Regions from separate parts of the Zea mays genome. Here regions 2 and 3 are each linked to region 1. A link is a contact called in public Hi-C data. All regions are on one chromosome and are shown on one strand. Each heading gives the region's core, a stretch centred on a gene start, on an enhancer-like site or on the middle of the called end of the contact. The rest is flanking DNA. Distances are from core to core; before and after follow the strand shown.

Region 1 (2,700 bases), core at 16-2,515:
CTGCCCATCAGTCGGTCCATCACATGCATGTGTATATTTAGTGTGAGAACTGAGAAGTGAGAACAGCCAGTCTTTGCGTCACGAGTTGAACCATTCCCCAGAGGGGTTCATACGACGCCATGACACTCGCCGCCCTTCTAGATCGATTACCGGTACAAGTCGCAGGTTGGTAGACACGCGGACGCGGCAGGGTAAGCACAAGTTGAACAATCTAGAAGAAGAAACTGGGTACACTAATATATCAGCTCGTGCAGATAGATCAAAAAAAAACCCTGGTAGCCTGGCCTGATCCTGCATGCATGTTGCATGCCCATGCCACCACACCACAAGTCCATGCTCATCTAGTCTAGAAGAAGCAATGATAGGAACCCCCAGAAACATTCAGCAACAACCTGACGCCGAGGTCAACCCCGCCCCTTGCATGCCCCCCTTCCGCGCGGTGACACCATAGCTGACGTCCAGCTAGCGGCTCGCTCCGTCGCACAGGATTATTATTGCCGTGCTTCTCAGGCCTCAGTTCGCTGACGTCCAGCTAGCAAAAAAAAAATGATGGCTATTACATAACCTGTGTATATTTAGTAATAAACTTAAAACCTTGCGCTAATCTGCTCAGGCGTGTGTGGCAAATATGTTGAAATCTGATCTCTTTTCTTTTTTCTCTTCGTTACCGATCAAAAGGGAGCAAGGCAAGAGGAACTTGATTGCTTCCTCAATTCACATGCACATGCACTTGATGGGAACGTAGCAGCACCTATAGGCACGAGGCCCGCGAGCCCGGCACGAAGCCCGCTTTTGGGGCTCGGTCCGAGCCCGGCACGGCCCGGTTATATGCGGGCCCGGGTCGGCCCGGCACGAATAAGCGGGCCGGGCTCGGACAGGAAATTAGACACGGTAGGCTAGCCCGGCACGGTCCGTTTAGCTCTAAGCCCGTTAAGCCCGCTTTTTTTACACTAAAATGTGTTTTTCGGTCCGCATAGCCCGCTTTCCGGCCCGCTTTTTTTGTGCTGGCCCGACCCATTTAGGCCCGTTGCGGACCGGACTCGGACAAGAAATTGAGCCCGCGTGCTTAGCCGGTCCGACCCGGTTTTTTAATCGTGCCTAGCGGGCCGGGCTTCACCGGGCCCAGGCCGGACCGGGCCGGGCGGCCCGTTTGGACATCTCTAGCAGCACCACAAACCTCACAACTTGATCTGTGGCAAGAACAACAACGACATGCAAATGACCAAATACTACCGACTGGTATTCAATGACCCAAATTAACCTTGCCTCTCGGTATCAGCATGGAAATTGACTCTTGATCTGAGACTGCGTGACACACTTGCAGATCGATTAAAACACTAGACTTTTTTTCCTTCAGTTCGTTCATTCTTGGGGACAAAGTTAAGGAAGAAAAGGTGGCACACACACACACACGCAGCGCCCGCGGCGCGGACATAGTTCAAGCCTGCCGTCGCCGTCGTGTCGGCGCGTGGTTCTTCTGCCCAACGAATCTGCTCGTGCGTGCGCTAGCATCCACTCGCCTGGCGATCCGCGGCCCTCTTTTTCCACGGCGCGCGGGCGGGCACCGGCGCACCGCTGAAAATTCTCGGCAGGAATGGTCGCCCGCCGAGACCGTTCACATCCTGCCCGCGACGACCCGACGGGCGATGGAAAGGCGTCTCGCTCGACCCTCCAACCGGCCGCGCGGGGTGCCGCAGGGGCAGGGCGAGGGGCGTTGGGAAGATTCCTGGCTCCTGGAGGTGACCGACGTCACTGGAGAGCAACGGTCGCCAGCTTAGGGAAGGGAAGTGTCGGAGCAGCAGCACATGCGAGTATGTGACGGGACGCGCACAGAGGTCGGGACGTCTCGGCCCCAAAACTGGCCTGCTGCTGCTGTTGTTCCAGTCACCCAGACGACCGACAGCTATCGAACGCTGGCGGCTGGCTCGCTTGCCCTGCTGACCGGCAGCACCGAGCCTTTGCCCGTGCGCGCTGGGCGGCGAACTTTGACGGCCCGCCGCCGGGACCCGTTTCCGCGCGCCTTCTTCTAGAAGCGACCTGGGTCCCGGTCCGCCAACGCATTGGCCAGTCAAACCTCAGACGCCCCCATGCAACGACCAGCCGCCAGCCGATGTATACCCAGCCCAGGATGCGGGCGCCAGCGAGCCAGCGCGAGCTGCTCAGCCCAGTCACCGTCCGCGTCGTCGTCCGAGTCCCGGTGGCCCGCCGCGCACCCGGACACACGACACGACACGACGCGCGACCCGACCCCCTTTATAAAACCGCCGCGCGACGCCACTCCCCCTCGTTTTCTCCTCTGCCCCTTGGGCTGCCTCGGCTCGCTCATCTGCCGCGCCCGAGCTGACGCCAACGCGAGGAGCAAAAATCCTAGCAACCGCTCAGGTTTCTTCCCCTTCAGTAGCCGTAGCCCTTGCTTTCGTCGTCCTTGCGGCAGCTTGGCGAGAATTTTTCTCGCTGCGGTTGAGTGCGAGCCATTCCGGTGGGTAAGACAGAGTTGGGGGAGCGTCGGTTAGTTAATTCTTCGCCCATCATCAGTCGGAGGAGAGACAGGAGGAGGTGCATGGCCGGCATGGAGGGTTCCAATTCCAGCTCGCAGCCGCCGCCGTTCCTCATCAAGACCTACGAGATGGTGGAGGACCCGGCGACCAACCACGTCGTGTCGTGGGGCCCCGGCGGCGCAAGCTTCGTGGTGTGGAACCC
Region 2 (2,700 bases), core at 89-2,588, 260 kb before region 1:
ACCGCATGTCTCTCTTCTTGTTGCGTCGATCCCTATATGAATATTGCAGCGCCTTCTCCACCCTCTCTCTTGCTATCCTTATGCAATTTTTCGCCCTTCCTCTGAATCCCTTGGCTAGCTTAAAAATCTTTCCCTTGTTCATTTTCGAGTTTTGGTAGTCTCACACCCTATATCTGCAACATTAAGGAAAAGGTAGAGAAAGCGTTGGATTTCAGTATGAACTAATCCAGTGTGAGTTCAGACTATGCACAGGGTATCGCTGACATTTTTATTCCTAACTAAGGATTCCATACAAGTCGACCCTGTCAGAAGATCGTTTCTACAATGTTTTAACTGCTACACAGGAACACAAGAATTGGAAGTATATGTCAACAGTAACAATTCAAGGGTGTATAGAGTAGACATCCTTTTTAAAATACCCTTCAACAAAATGCAAGCTCTTAGTTCAACTATCGGACCAAAATAAAAATAAACAATACTACCTAACTAATTTAAAGTTGAGTCCAAAGAAAGAAATTAAGTTATACATATATTTCAAAGGGAAGGCTCCACTGTCAATTTAAATCTTGAAAACCAAATATACATGACCAAATGAAGCATAATCTGATACCAAAGGCAAGACAAGTGCTGACCACTGCATACAACTTGCAACATATCAAATTAATCTGAACATCAACATATTTTGCGACTTGTGCAAAATAGATGATGACTCATAGACCACGAGGCAGTTCTAATAAAGACTAAATGTTTCAGCTCTTGCGGTCACAATGTGCTTCCACAAATTTACTCTACCAGTGCTTCCAATTTTATGATACCGATGCTTCCACCAATTCATATTTACTACCGATGTTAGAAAAGGTTGTTGGGGCAGCACACAGAAATACTACTTTCACACAGGGTTCCAAAATGCGGCACTAAACGCACGCTTCAGCGCGCTAAAGCGCTAAGAGGACGAGTAAGGCTTCGCTTTGGGGCATAACGGCTCCCAAAGCGGCGCGACCGCCTTGGTCGAGCAGCGGCTGCTGGCTCCCGCTGCCCTCAGGCTGCGCGCGGCGCAGCCGCCGGTGCCGGGTACCGTTGACGTTCCACCGGAGGCGGGAGGAGCGAGAGATATAGGACGCACGGAGGGTCACCGGCTGGTGTGCGGAGGACCGGAGGCGAGGGCGCGAGGCGACTGGAGAGAAGCGGGAGGGGAAACCGCTGATGCCGTCGCTGAGAGCCCGATCCTGAGTGCCGCCACTGCCGCCGTCACCCGCGTGCCGAGCGCGACTAAGGGAGGGAGCGGAAGATGGAGCGCCGGCGCTACGAAGAAGATGAAGATGGGAGATCAAGAAACGGTGGCGGCTGTGCCTTCGCTGGAGCAGTGAAAAGGCTAGGTTAAAGAAACGTCTGGGCTAGTGGAACTTGTGCTGAATTAATGGGCTTTTAGATGGGCCACTAAATAAAAGTTCATACTCTTCATTTTTTTTCTTTGTACTCCTTGTGTCCACACGTGTGTCCTCCAAAGTGTTGTTTATTCATTTGGCTGGTGGACCATAATAAATGTTGGACAGCTGATCGCTTTGCGAAAAGAGGATTGAATCACCCTAGCAGATGTCCTTTATGTGACCAGCAAGGTGAAACCCTTAACCACTTGCTCATGAGCTGTCTTCTCAAGAGTTTTCTGGTAAAACCTACTAAGAAAGTTTGGGTTGTATAGTTTAGCCCCACGGCCACATACAATTTCCTTTATGCATTGGTGGGAGATGGTTTCAGAGACCGTAAATGTCTGGTCAGGAAAGGTCTTTACTCCCTCGTTATTTTAGGATCTTGGTTGATTTGGAAGCATCGCAATAGAGCCATTTTTTATGGAGGGTCTCCCAGCCTTTGACTCTGGAGCAAGCAGATGAGGAAAGAAGAAGCTCAAAAATTGCTGGAGCCAAAGGGCTCTCCTTTTTTGTTGCCCTGCATAGGTTGTTGTAGGGAGTGTGTGTTTTTATGGATCCTTTCATGTACGAGTGTTACTGACCTCCATAAGGAGTGTGTTATTTTTTGGGCCACTTTAAACCTTTGTTTCCCTCTTCTTAATATATATATCTGAAACACAGTCCTCCTACGTTTTTTGAGAAAAAAATGAAATTCAAAATAATAAAAACCTCACATGTCCTCTTCCACCTTTCCTATATAAAAAGTAAGAGAGAGGAGAGGTGGGGATAGAGATGGCAACGGGGAATTCCCCGTCGGGTTTTGGCTCCACATCCCCGTCCCCGCGACGAAAAAACTTCCCCTCGGGGATCCCCACGAACGCTTGCGGGGGACATTTCTTCCCCATCCCCGTTACCCGCGGGGATAAATCCCCATCGGGGATCCCCGTCCCCGCTTAAATTATAATTAGATCATACTTAATTTGTTATTAATGTAAAACATTTTCACTTATACACATTGTTAGATGTAAAAATCATTATGTGTACATTAAAATGAACGCATTTGTACAACTAGTGATCTCTTGGCAAGATAATTATTTATTTTTTATCATTAACTATTATATGAAAACATCGTCACATGTAAGTTTAACGGGTCGCCGCGGGGAACGGGGATGGGGAATGCTTCCCCATCCCCATCCCCGTTTACCCGTCGGGGGAGAAATTTTCCCCGTTTACATCCCCGTGGGGGAAGAAATTTCCCCATCCCCATCCCCTAATAGAGGAATTCCCCGCGGGG
Region 3 (2,700 bases), core at 9-2,508, 380 kb before region 1:
ATGGAACACACGTACTTCCACGACTGAACACCGATTAATTGCAGATTAGCTGAACACCGATTCCAGAAGGCAGCAGTGTACTGACAGCGAAGGCAACTACACTTTGTATATACACTGGTAGTAATGATCGAACGAACGAGAACCATGTACAGCAGCACGCCACGCTTACAGATTGCAGTATTAATAGTTGCACCAGGTTTGGTTTATATCCACAAGAAGAATGATGCAAATTCATGAAAGAAAATGGTACGATCAATATTGCTTAACGAAGCTGTTCCGTTGACGACGCCGGCAGCAGCGAGCGAAGGAGATCGCAGATCGGCATCCACCACATCTTGGACGCCTACATCACCAGCTCCGACACCCATCCCAAGTCCGGCCCGTCGTCCTCCGTGACCGCAGCCGCAGGCAGGACCGGCGCCGACGACGACGCCTTGGCCTTCCTGAATCCGAGCTCCCGCATCGCGAGCAACAGCTCCTCCACCTCGGCGTCCGCCGGCTCGTCGACCCACCTCCGGCCCTCCACCGGCGACACCGGCGGCGACTCCCAGGGCGGCGCCAGCGTCGACTTGGGCGAGAGCGACAGCGCGAGCGGCGAGCAGCCGTCCTTGGCGGCGCCGGCGCCGGCGCCGGCGCCGGCGCGGAGCTCGGCCGCGGCGTGCGCGAAGAAGCAGACGCGGCGGCGGCAGGCAGCGCCCGCGCGGCAGGGGCGCGTGCGGTAGCGGGACGGGTGGAGCCACAGCTCGAAGGTGCCGTGCGCGAGCGGGCAGGCGGCCCCGCGCGGGCACGCGGCGCCCGCGCCCGGGCGGCGCCGGAAGTCCGGGCACGGCTCCCCCGCGTAGGCCACGCGGCGCGGGTCCCGCCGCCGCGCGGCCTCCCCCGGGTGCGCGTAGGGGCACGCCGTCCAGTCGTGGCTCCGCGCGCGCGCGCACCGCCGCACCTTGAACTCGTGCATCATGAACTCGTCGTCCGCCTCCGTCGCGACGTCGCCGCCCTCGGCGCGGGTGGAGGAGAGGTACTCTCCCAGCGCGGCGAGGAGCTGCGGCGGGATCTCTGCGGCGGACGGGTCGGCCCACGGCGCGCCCAGAGACGCCGGGTCCAGCACCAGGTGCAAATTTTCACGGCTCACCATGCCTGCCGTCGCTCTATCTGCCTCGCCCTCAGTGTTGTTCAACACTCGGTCCAGTCCGGTTAGCCTGGGTGGTGGTGGTGCCGGGGAAAGAGAGGACTGTGGTGAACGTGCCTTGAGGAGATATAACAACCGTAGGGTTGGTGGCGCGGGGTTTTATAGGGGTTGGGCTGGGGCGGTATCGTATCCGGCAACCGGCATGGGCGGTATTGAGGGCTCTGTTGGTTGCCGAGCTATCGGAGGCTGGCGTGGCGTCGTGGGGAGGTGGTTTGGCGCGGGGCGACTACGTGGAGAGGCGTGGAGGCCCGTGCTGCATGTTGCTCGCCACGTCGCGGCCTCTCGGCGAAGGAAATGGGGCGGGCCACCGGGCGCTTTTGCGGCTGGGCCGGTGAGGTTTCGAGCTGCGCTGCTGTACGGCGTGGTCTGCTGCGCAGTACGGGACACCCACACGTACACAGCTGCATCACTACTCTTGTGGATCCAGCAGCCATGCCCCTGAGAAGAGGCAAGGCACCTGGACATATATATTTATCCTGGTACTAAAGAGAGCATATACTTCCGTGCACCTTAAAATAAAATTTGCATCAGCTGACTCGGGAGGGAGCCTACGGAGTACGGACATTTCCGCCCGCGGTAACCGTCCCCCCCCCCCCCCCCCCCCCCCGGCCCCTGCATATGGATGGAGCGTGAAATAGATGACCGTTAGCAGCGCCCCGACTCAAGGCAGACAGCCTCAAGCCCAAGAATATCAGGCCCGGCCTGCTCTCGCACACCGGCCCAACTTTAGAGTTTCGGCCCCAAGTGTGTGCTAGAGTCGAGAGAAATTATCATATTCATGTATGAACTAATGAACATAACATCGTACTTTGTTTATCAGCGAGTGCGAGGCCATCGTTACCTCCTGCAGCTATCAAGTTCCTCGAGTTGCTGATGGTGCCGGCCTAGCTGCTCTACAGTTCTATGTTGTCCAACATTCATTATTGGCAGTCATGCATTCTCTTGAGACCTTCGGGTGCTTCCCCTAGCTCTCTGCCTTCGATATGATCAATCATTGCCTTGGATGCAGGTGTATTGGAAGCGGCCATTCCGACGTCATCATAAAGGCTGTGGAGTTTTTTTCGACCCACTCCTTTTATCCTATCCTGGGCAACATTTAGTTTTCTAGGAGTTAAGCTCTATGATTAATTAATTAATTAATTAATTAACGCACTAAATGACTAGGGCTTCATCAAGTGCTCAATAACACAAGGAGAATGATCTTCTCTTGCTTTCACACACCCTTGTCAAAATCCCTCGAGGAATCACAACGTTGGTCAAAATCCCTCAAGTTCTATCAAGTTTATGTTGGCAATTAAATCTTTGGCTCGATAAATGAAGGTCATTGTAAGGAGTTTGGTGAGTTGATGTCAAAAGAGTTCGAGATGTCGATGATCATCGAGCTTACTTTCTTTCTTTAGCTTTCAAATCAAGTAAATGAAGGTAACTTTATCCGCCAAGACAAATACACCAAATACTTGCTAAAGAGATTCAAAATAGAAAACTATCTGCTCGCCACTCTTGAACCTACTCAC

Evidence for each region. A called contact is a pair of places that touch in the nucleus more often than the background predicts.
Region 2: a Hi-C map of ear shows a contact between it and region 1, with 2.1 times the contacts expected there. The contact joins the promoter of LOC100280565 here to the promoter of LOC103635873 in region 1. A contact is called at or near these places in 4 of 25 Hi-C or Micro-C datasets (ear, endosperm, leaf and 1 more).
Region 3: a contact with region 1 is called in a Hi-C map of bundle sheath, with 2.8 times the contacts expected there. The contact joins the promoter of LOC100280678 here to the promoter of LOC103635873 in region 1. A contact is called at or near these places in 3 of 25 Hi-C or Micro-C datasets (bundle sheath, ear and endosperm).

The regions. Positions count from the first base shown.
Region 1 is chr8:128,372,148-128,374,847 of Zm-B73-REFERENCE-NAM-5.0, forward strand. It overlaps LOC103635873 (heat stress transcription factor A-4d), which reads left to right and starts at 1,266. Exons shown (of 2, transcript XM_008658255.4): 1 at 1,266-2,700. The coding sequence starts at 2,561. It also overlaps a transcript of LOC100192108 not described here.
Region 2 is chr8:128,113,094-128,115,793 of Zm-B73-REFERENCE-NAM-5.0, forward strand. LOC100280565 (50S ribosomal protein L20-like) reads right to left here and starts at 1,339. Exons shown (of 3, transcript NM_001158337.2): 1 at 1,124-1,339; 2 at 1-173. The coding sequence starts at 142.
Region 3 is chr8:127,994,465-127,997,164 of Zm-B73-REFERENCE-NAM-5.0, forward strand. It overlaps LOC100280678, which reads right to left and starts at 1,259. Exons shown (of 1, transcript NM_001159256.2): 1 at 203-1,259. The coding sequence starts at 1,132. The coding sequence ends at 344. LOC100281266 reads right to left here. Exons shown (of 1, transcript NM_001154185.2): 1 at 2,674-2,700.